Linked DNA regions of Aedes albopictus: region 2 is linked to region 1. Evidence: chromatin contacts called from public Hi-C data. All regions are on one chromosome and are shown on one strand. Each heading gives the region's core, a stretch centred on a gene start, on an enhancer-like site or on the middle of the called end of the contact. The rest is flanking DNA. Distances are from core to core; before and after follow the strand shown.

Region 1 (3,597 bases), core at 307-2,806:
TTGGCTAGTATGTTTTGAATGGGTAAGAAACAATAATGTAAGATTTATACATAAAAAAAACCTCAAAAAAGTGTATTGGCATAAGATATTTCCTTCGTTTCGCACAAAAGTTCCCGGTAACTTCGATAAGAATTCGATTCGGGTGCAATAATCAGTCGTTGGTCACTAGATCGGTATTGCGCATTTCAAAACATTTGAAATTTATTGTCAGAACTCTTGTTTCTGCTGGAAAGATGAGACGCGCGCTGATTATTGCACGGCACCGCTGCTCCTTTGGACCCTCCTGATGCTCCACCTAGTAGTTATACATCCCGTCCACGAGGAAGTCCATCCGGCGGTAGTGCCGGGTTAGCCAGAACTCCTTCGCTCGCCGGTAGGACAGCAGGAACAGACCCATCAGCAGGGGAATCGCAAAGATTAGCGTCACCACCGGGACCACGTACTCCCGGTGACCTCGGGGCGGTCCCATCAACGCCGGAGGGATGTACTCCTGCGAGAGTTCCACCAGGGGTTCATCGACGTGCAGCCGTCCGTTGGCGTCGCTCGCCGAGGAGGAGGATCCCGCGTTGTAGCCGGGTTTGGCCGCTTGGAGAAGTTTCGGTTCGTCATCCACGGAGTAGGTTATTTTTGGCTTCTTTGGAGGTTTTGTCGTAGTTGTTGTTGTGGTGGTGGTTGTTGTTGTAGTCGACGTTGTTGTCGTTGTCGTCGTCGTCGTCGTCGTCGAAGGAGTTGTGGATGTTGTTGAACTCGCAGTCGAGTTCGCAACAACCGCTGGAAGCTCAACGCTGGAAGTAGCGTTCGTAGCAGGCACCGACGTAGTTGCTTTCGTTTTCGCAACCGTAGTCGAGTTGACGACGGCGGCGCCGCCTACTACAACTGGATTGCTGATGTTAACCTGCGGCACTGGCGGCGGTGGTTGCTGCGATTTGGACGCCGCCGTTGTAACATTGCTCAGTTGTTGCGCTTCGCTGGCTTTCGGCGCTGTTGCAGCAACACTAGGTGTCGAGGTCGTAGTCGTAGTTCCATTCATGTCTACGCCTTTCCTCGCGAAGATTCGACCCCGCTTCGAGTGCTCCTGACTGCTGTCTCCATGATATGGGCTGTCCCCCAACGCTTGAATCACTTGCGATACAGTCGCATTCAGTTCACGCCCTTTGCTCAGGGATTCCCTTGGGGAATCCCCACTGTTCGCAATATCCCCAGAATTCACCAGAAACACCCAACTCAATCCGAACAGCAGCCAGAAAATGGCCTTGCCGTACTCCATTGTTGCGTTTAAAACTGGTACTGCGTTGTCACTGCACTGATGATGCCTTCGATCGACTCGAAGGGTCAATATCGCATAGTTAAAGTTCCAAATTTAACACTTTTTTCCAGTCGAATTGTCTCACATCCGTGTCACTGTACGGCACTACGATTTTTGCAATGATTTTGACAGAAACAGAAGTGCTGTATCGCGAAGTAGGCGATTAACAGTGTTCAAACACACATTCGTCTCGGGCTACTATGTGTGCGGTTTTGTTATGGCACTGACTGATTGGTGCAATAAAACTTCGTGTGCTCTCGCTACGGCTTGAATCACATAGTCATGAATGGATATTTGTATGGTTGTGCTCAATGCGTGATAACCAAGCAGCAAGGCTAGGAAAAGAGAGGAAGTAGAACGAACGGAGCATGTTTTCGTTTTTATTTTTGTTTTGACTATGGCGCTGTTTGTATTGAATAGGGTTAGGACGCCTTGATCTAACCTTCGCTCATGTTGAGGTTAAATTATTCGTTTAATTGTGGATTCATGCTAAAATCTACACGTGTTCATCCATAACATTCATTTTTTAACGAATATAATTGAGATTTGTAAATACATCTGGTTTTGGCAAGCATCTTTCGAATCAATCCTTATCAGAAGTAGAAATTGCCATGACATGAGCAGCTTCCTTTACCCTTCGATTACCTTCTGGCACGGGTCGTCGTATACAACTACTCTACTTGTGAATGTGTGTTAGAGCTATACTTCTACACCGTACGCAGCCACTTTGAACGAGGGGCAAGTTGTGGTTGAATTAAGGGTTCTTCATTATTTCGGAAATGAACGTTGAAAGGTCGGTTTTGCCTATAACCCTAATGAGTCTGCATTTGTTTTTGTTTTTCAGTTGTGGTGATTTGGGAACCGTCTTGTCAGGTCGTTGTTCAGGTCTTTCTTCAATTCTAAGTCGTCTAGGGACCTCAGGAGAGATTTAGGGACAACTCCAGGTGCCAACTTTGTTGTGACGATCAAGGTAGGCTGCTCCAGCTAACACTGAACAGCCTGCAACGAAATGCTCGATCGTTTCTAGAAAAATACTGAATTGCACTTCCTACTGCGGTCCTCCGTCACGTCTTCGTGCAATATGTCCCGCCGATAATTCTTCGTCCGCAATAACCCGGTCCTGGATGGCCATCATGATAACACCGACGAACCGACGTGCCAGCTAGTGCAAAGGTTCTTGAAATTCTCGTCCAAAATTTTAAAATAAAAACCGTTGTAAACTAGCGCCATCTTCGAATGAGTGTAATCAGTTTCGTACCTTTTAATTCCGCCCTATGTTGCTTATCCTTTGACAGATACGCGTATTTCGACTACCACTTGTAATCTTCCTCAGTGTCAGTTATCCACTAAGCGCCACGATGTTGCCACTTGTGTTGTCGATTTCAAAATGCCGTTAAATTCCTTACACAGTTTCGGAACTGGACTTGGATGTTTCTTCTCTGTGGTGAAGCTACAGATTGATAATACTGTCCATCGCACCAGGGTGCGATGACGTCACGTTTTCGATTCCCGCATCTTGTACCAATGTTTAGGGAACTCAAATGCATTGTCAATGGGGGAACCCAATTGATGTTGGCTGCAAACAATCCTATTGGGATAGGGATGTCATATACGTGGTCCATCGTGTGTTTTTGTTTACACAGCGTTTGATCAAGACGTCGCGACGCCGGCTGTATAAATGTCATGACGGGCTAAACGTCACTTTCAATTTGACACTCGCGATCACTGCTATTTGAATTTACCGTGTAATGTTTTCGGTCAACTCTCGGAATCGAGTGGCACGTCGGTTTAGTCGATGATGAAACCTTCTCTTTCCGAGATGAGGTCACCCCGCACCAGTCACGTGTTTGACGCTGCTTTATCGATGTGCTCGAGCTCCAGTTGTTGGGTGTAAGTCCTATGTAACTCCTTCTGTTTCCACCAGGCCCCTGACACGGCCTATATCAATGCAATGGAATCATGGTAGACGGGATGTCCTGGGCGCTAATAAATAGCGCCCACTGTCAAATGCAAAAACATCAACAATTTTTTGTTTGACGTTTATTTTGGTTTGTTGATCAGTTTTTGGAATCATTTTTTCCACCTGTTATGATCACAAAACACTTCAAACTCGCTTTAATATTAATGTACGGTAAGAGGAGCATGCGATTAGTTGAATAAAGCAACCCAGCAAACACGCATTGTGAATGTGATTTCGTGTGTGGCTCACAACATCAAACAAAAGCTGCGTTTGTTGATTACACGCTCATTTCAATTTGCACGAATATGAGTATAAGGCAGTTAGATGTTGG
Region 2 (3,597 bases), core at 401-2,900, 180 kb after region 1:
CATAGGTCTGAGGTCTGATTCTTATTCGTGCTATCCACTTCGATTTCAAAGACAATTTGTTCAGTTCCAACTAAATCATATTCATTACCAGATTCCATACCGATAGATTATATTCCATATAAACTATTGCAGAGTGATTGAAATGTGTGCTGTTTTGTTAAAAACCAGCACAAGAATGAAAATGTATTTCTGACAGTAGGGTGACGGATTATCATCGACTACTATGATTGCTTGTTCTAATATCAACGAATTGATCTTTCGTTGTTATCATTGGTGATGCAAATCTGGCTTCGGTTGTCATCCTGCACTCCATTGACCTCGGTCGCTTGATCCCATGATGCGATAAACACTAGATAGATATCTGCAAATGAGTATTACCTTCACCGAGCGTTGAAAACCATTCGCCTGGTCAGCGAACAACAGCGCAAGAACAACGCAGAGGAAGGTGCCAATTTGCAAGCAATGAACACCGTCCGGTCCGGTTGGTCTGCCTATCGCTGTCTCCGCCTTGCACCACCGTCTGACACTATGTATGTTGCGATCGTTGTATTCTATCCCATCCAAGTGACCCGACGACGATGTCTGATGATCACTTGCACTTGATTCGATAGCACCGTTGTCGTCGTCGTCGCCTGCTCTGATGCAAGGACAGCCACTCACGAAGAGCTAGAGCGCTTATTAGCGCTTCTCACGATGATGATGGTCGTCGGTGAGCCAATCAACACCCCACAGAGTCCTTGACGAATCCTTCAAGATCTTTCACTTTCCCTGTTGTTTCCAGAAATCTCGACCCCCGATTTCCGCCCAATCACTGTCGCGCCTCTTCCCCCCGTGCACCCCGATTCCACCGGGATTCAACCTCTCGACCCAGTTGTCGATGAAGCAACAAATGACTTCAATTTTTTCGCACTTGTTACCTCTCCCTTCGGCTGCCCAAACACACACCCTTGCACTGCACACTACACACATCAAAACACTAGCACCACCTGCGCCACTTCAGTCGTCGGCCCCAAAACAACACTTCCTCTTGCTAGCCTTGTATTTCACAACATCCAACACCCTCGGGGGAACCGTTTTCACGCGAAATCCGTCCAATTTTCGACTTCGTTCCGACCGCACTGCCCTTCCGTCGAAGGTTCTGTATCTCACACTGCTCAATCACACTGCACCCCGCGCGCAGATAAAAGACGACAAGAGTCAATCACACAGGTACACTCCCGTCCAATCCGACGTCGTCGTTCCTTCGTTCGTATCGTTCATTCAGTCGTCCGTCCGTCCGTTCCGTGTGAAAATTTTCAATGTTTTGATTTGACGTTTTGATTTTGCTGCCCTGCTACTGTCCGTCCCTTGTGTCTGCAGAGTCGTCGTGGTGGTCTCTCTTCGCTCTCGCGCGAAGAACGACTCGAACGATCTCGTGACTGTGACTTCATGTCCGGAAATTAATCCAACGTCGAGTGAAACTCACTCGATTTTGTCCCATTGTTGGGCACTACTGTCATAAAATCACTCTCAGCCTCTCTCCAGCTGTACTCTCGCACTCTCCCATAAACAAAAACCGCTCTCTCGCACAACACGTGCCTGAGAACGTGTGTGTGCGCGCGCGAGCATGTTTTGTTGACATCGAACTGCTGTCAAACACTCGGTGACGGATGCCCGAGTAGAAATCGATGCGAGTCCGACAAGTTCGTCCCGTTGTCAAGGCAACCATTGTGGACCCAAACAAGAACGGAAACGGTGTTGAATTCGTTCATCCAGATTTGCAGCTCTCCGATCGGAAGTTAGGTTCCGGATTTAGGCGAAGATGTCGTTTAAAGACGTTCGAGGTAAGTTCCTAAAACCGCAAAGCGTCCTCAGTAGTGTCGAGTAGATTCTCCAGATAATCCAAGTAGACATTGCAGCGATTTTTGAGTAAAATCCTCAGTAATTTCAAGTACAATCCTAATGGATGACGTGTAGATTCTCAGTGTGTTCGAGATTAATTCTCTAGGAATTCGAAGGGAATCCTCAGGTTTTCGTAGTATTCTAGCAAAACCGTCTAGGTTTCGATCATCTTCCGTGGAAACTTAGAGTTGAAGTCTCTGGGATTTCCAGTAGAATTTTCAGAAACTTTTCAGTAGAATCCCCAGATATCGAGTAGAATCGCCAGTGTTTTCGATGAGAATGCTCCTGAGGTTTCGAGTAGAATCCAAGGTAGAATCCTCCTTAGGATTCGAGTAGAATCCTTCTGAGGATTCGAGTAGAATCCTCCCGAAGATTCAAGTAGAATACTCCCCAGAGTTCGAGTAGAATTCGAGTAGAATCCTTCCGAGCATTCGAGTACAATCCTCCAGAGGATTCGAGTAGAATTCTCCCAAAGATTCGACTAGAATCTTCCCGAGGATTCAAGTAGAATCCTCCCGAGGATTCAAGTAGAATCCTCCCGAGGATTCAAGTAGAATCCTCCCGAGGATTCGAGTAGAATCCTCCCGAGGATTCGAGTAGAATCCTCCCGAGGATTCGAGTAGAATCCTCCCGAGGATTCGAGTAGAATCCTCCCGAGGATTCGAGTAGAATCCTCCCGAGGATTCGAGTAGAATCCTCCCGAGGATTCGAGTAGAATCCTCCGAGGATTCGAGTAGAATCCTCCCGAGGATTCGAGTAGAATCCTCCCGAGGATTCGAGTAGAATCCTCCCGAGGATTCGAGTAGAATCCTCCCGAGGATTCGAGTAGAATCCTCCCGAGGATTCGAGTAGAATCCTCCCGAGGATTCGAGTAGAATCCTCCCGAGGATTCGAGTAGAATCCTCCCGAGGATTCGAGTAGAATCCTCCCGAGGATTCGAGTAGAATCCTCCCGAGGATTCGAGTAGAATCCTCCCGAGGATTCGAGTAGAATCCTCCCGAGGATTCGAGTAGAATCCTCCCGATGATTCGAGTAGAATCCTTCCGAGGATTCGAGTAGAATCCTTCCGAGGATTCGAGTAGAATCCTTCCGAGGATTCGAGTAGAATCCTTCCGAGGATTCGAGTAGAATCCTTCCGAGGATTCGAGTAGAATCCTTCCGAGGATTCGAGTAGAATCCTTCCGAGGATTCGAGTAGAATCCTTCCGAGGATTCGAGTAGAATCCTTCCGAGCATTCGAGTACAATCCTCCAGAGGATTCGAGTAGAATTCTCCCAAAGATTCGACTAGAATCTTCCCGAGGATTCAAGTAGAATCCTCCCGAGGATTCAAGTAGAATCCTCCCGAGGATTCAAGTAGAATCCTCCCGAGGATTCGAGTAGAATCCTCCCAAAGATTCGAGTAGAATCCTCCCGAGGATTCGAGTAGAATCCTCCCGAGGATTCGAGTAGAATCCTCCCGAGGATTCGAGTAGAATCCTCCCGAGGATTCGAGTAGAATCCTCCCGAGGATTCGAGTAGAATCCTCCCGAGGATTCGAGTAGAATCCTCCCGAGGATTCGAGTAGAATCCTCCCGAGGATTCGAGTAGAATCCTCCCGAGGATTCGAGTAGAATCCTCCCGAGGATTCGAGTAGAATCCTCCCGAGGATTCGAGTAGAATCCTCCCGAGGATTCGAGTAGAATCCTCCCGAGGATTCGAGTAGAATCCTCCCGAGG

What was found. Hi-C and Micro-C count contacts between places; a contact is called where the count stands out from the background.
Region 2: a Hi-C map of embryo shows a contact between it and region 1, with 8 times the contacts expected there. The contact joins the promoter of LOC109401894 here to the promoter of LOC134285056 in region 1. A contact is called at or near these places in 2 of 3 Hi-C or Micro-C datasets (embryo and whole body).

The regions. Positions count from the first base shown.
Region 1 is chr1:65,790,735-65,794,331 of AalbF5, forward strand. It overlaps LOC134285056 (mucin-19-like), which reads right to left and starts at 1,557. Exons shown (of 1, transcript XM_062845054.1): 1 at 1-1,557. The coding sequence starts at 1,267. The coding sequence ends at 296.
Region 2 is chr1:65,968,340-65,971,936 of AalbF5, forward strand. LOC109401894 (clusterin-associated protein 1) reads left to right here and starts at 1,651. Exons shown (of 3, transcript XM_019674504.3): 1 at 1,651-1,823. The coding sequence starts at 1,802.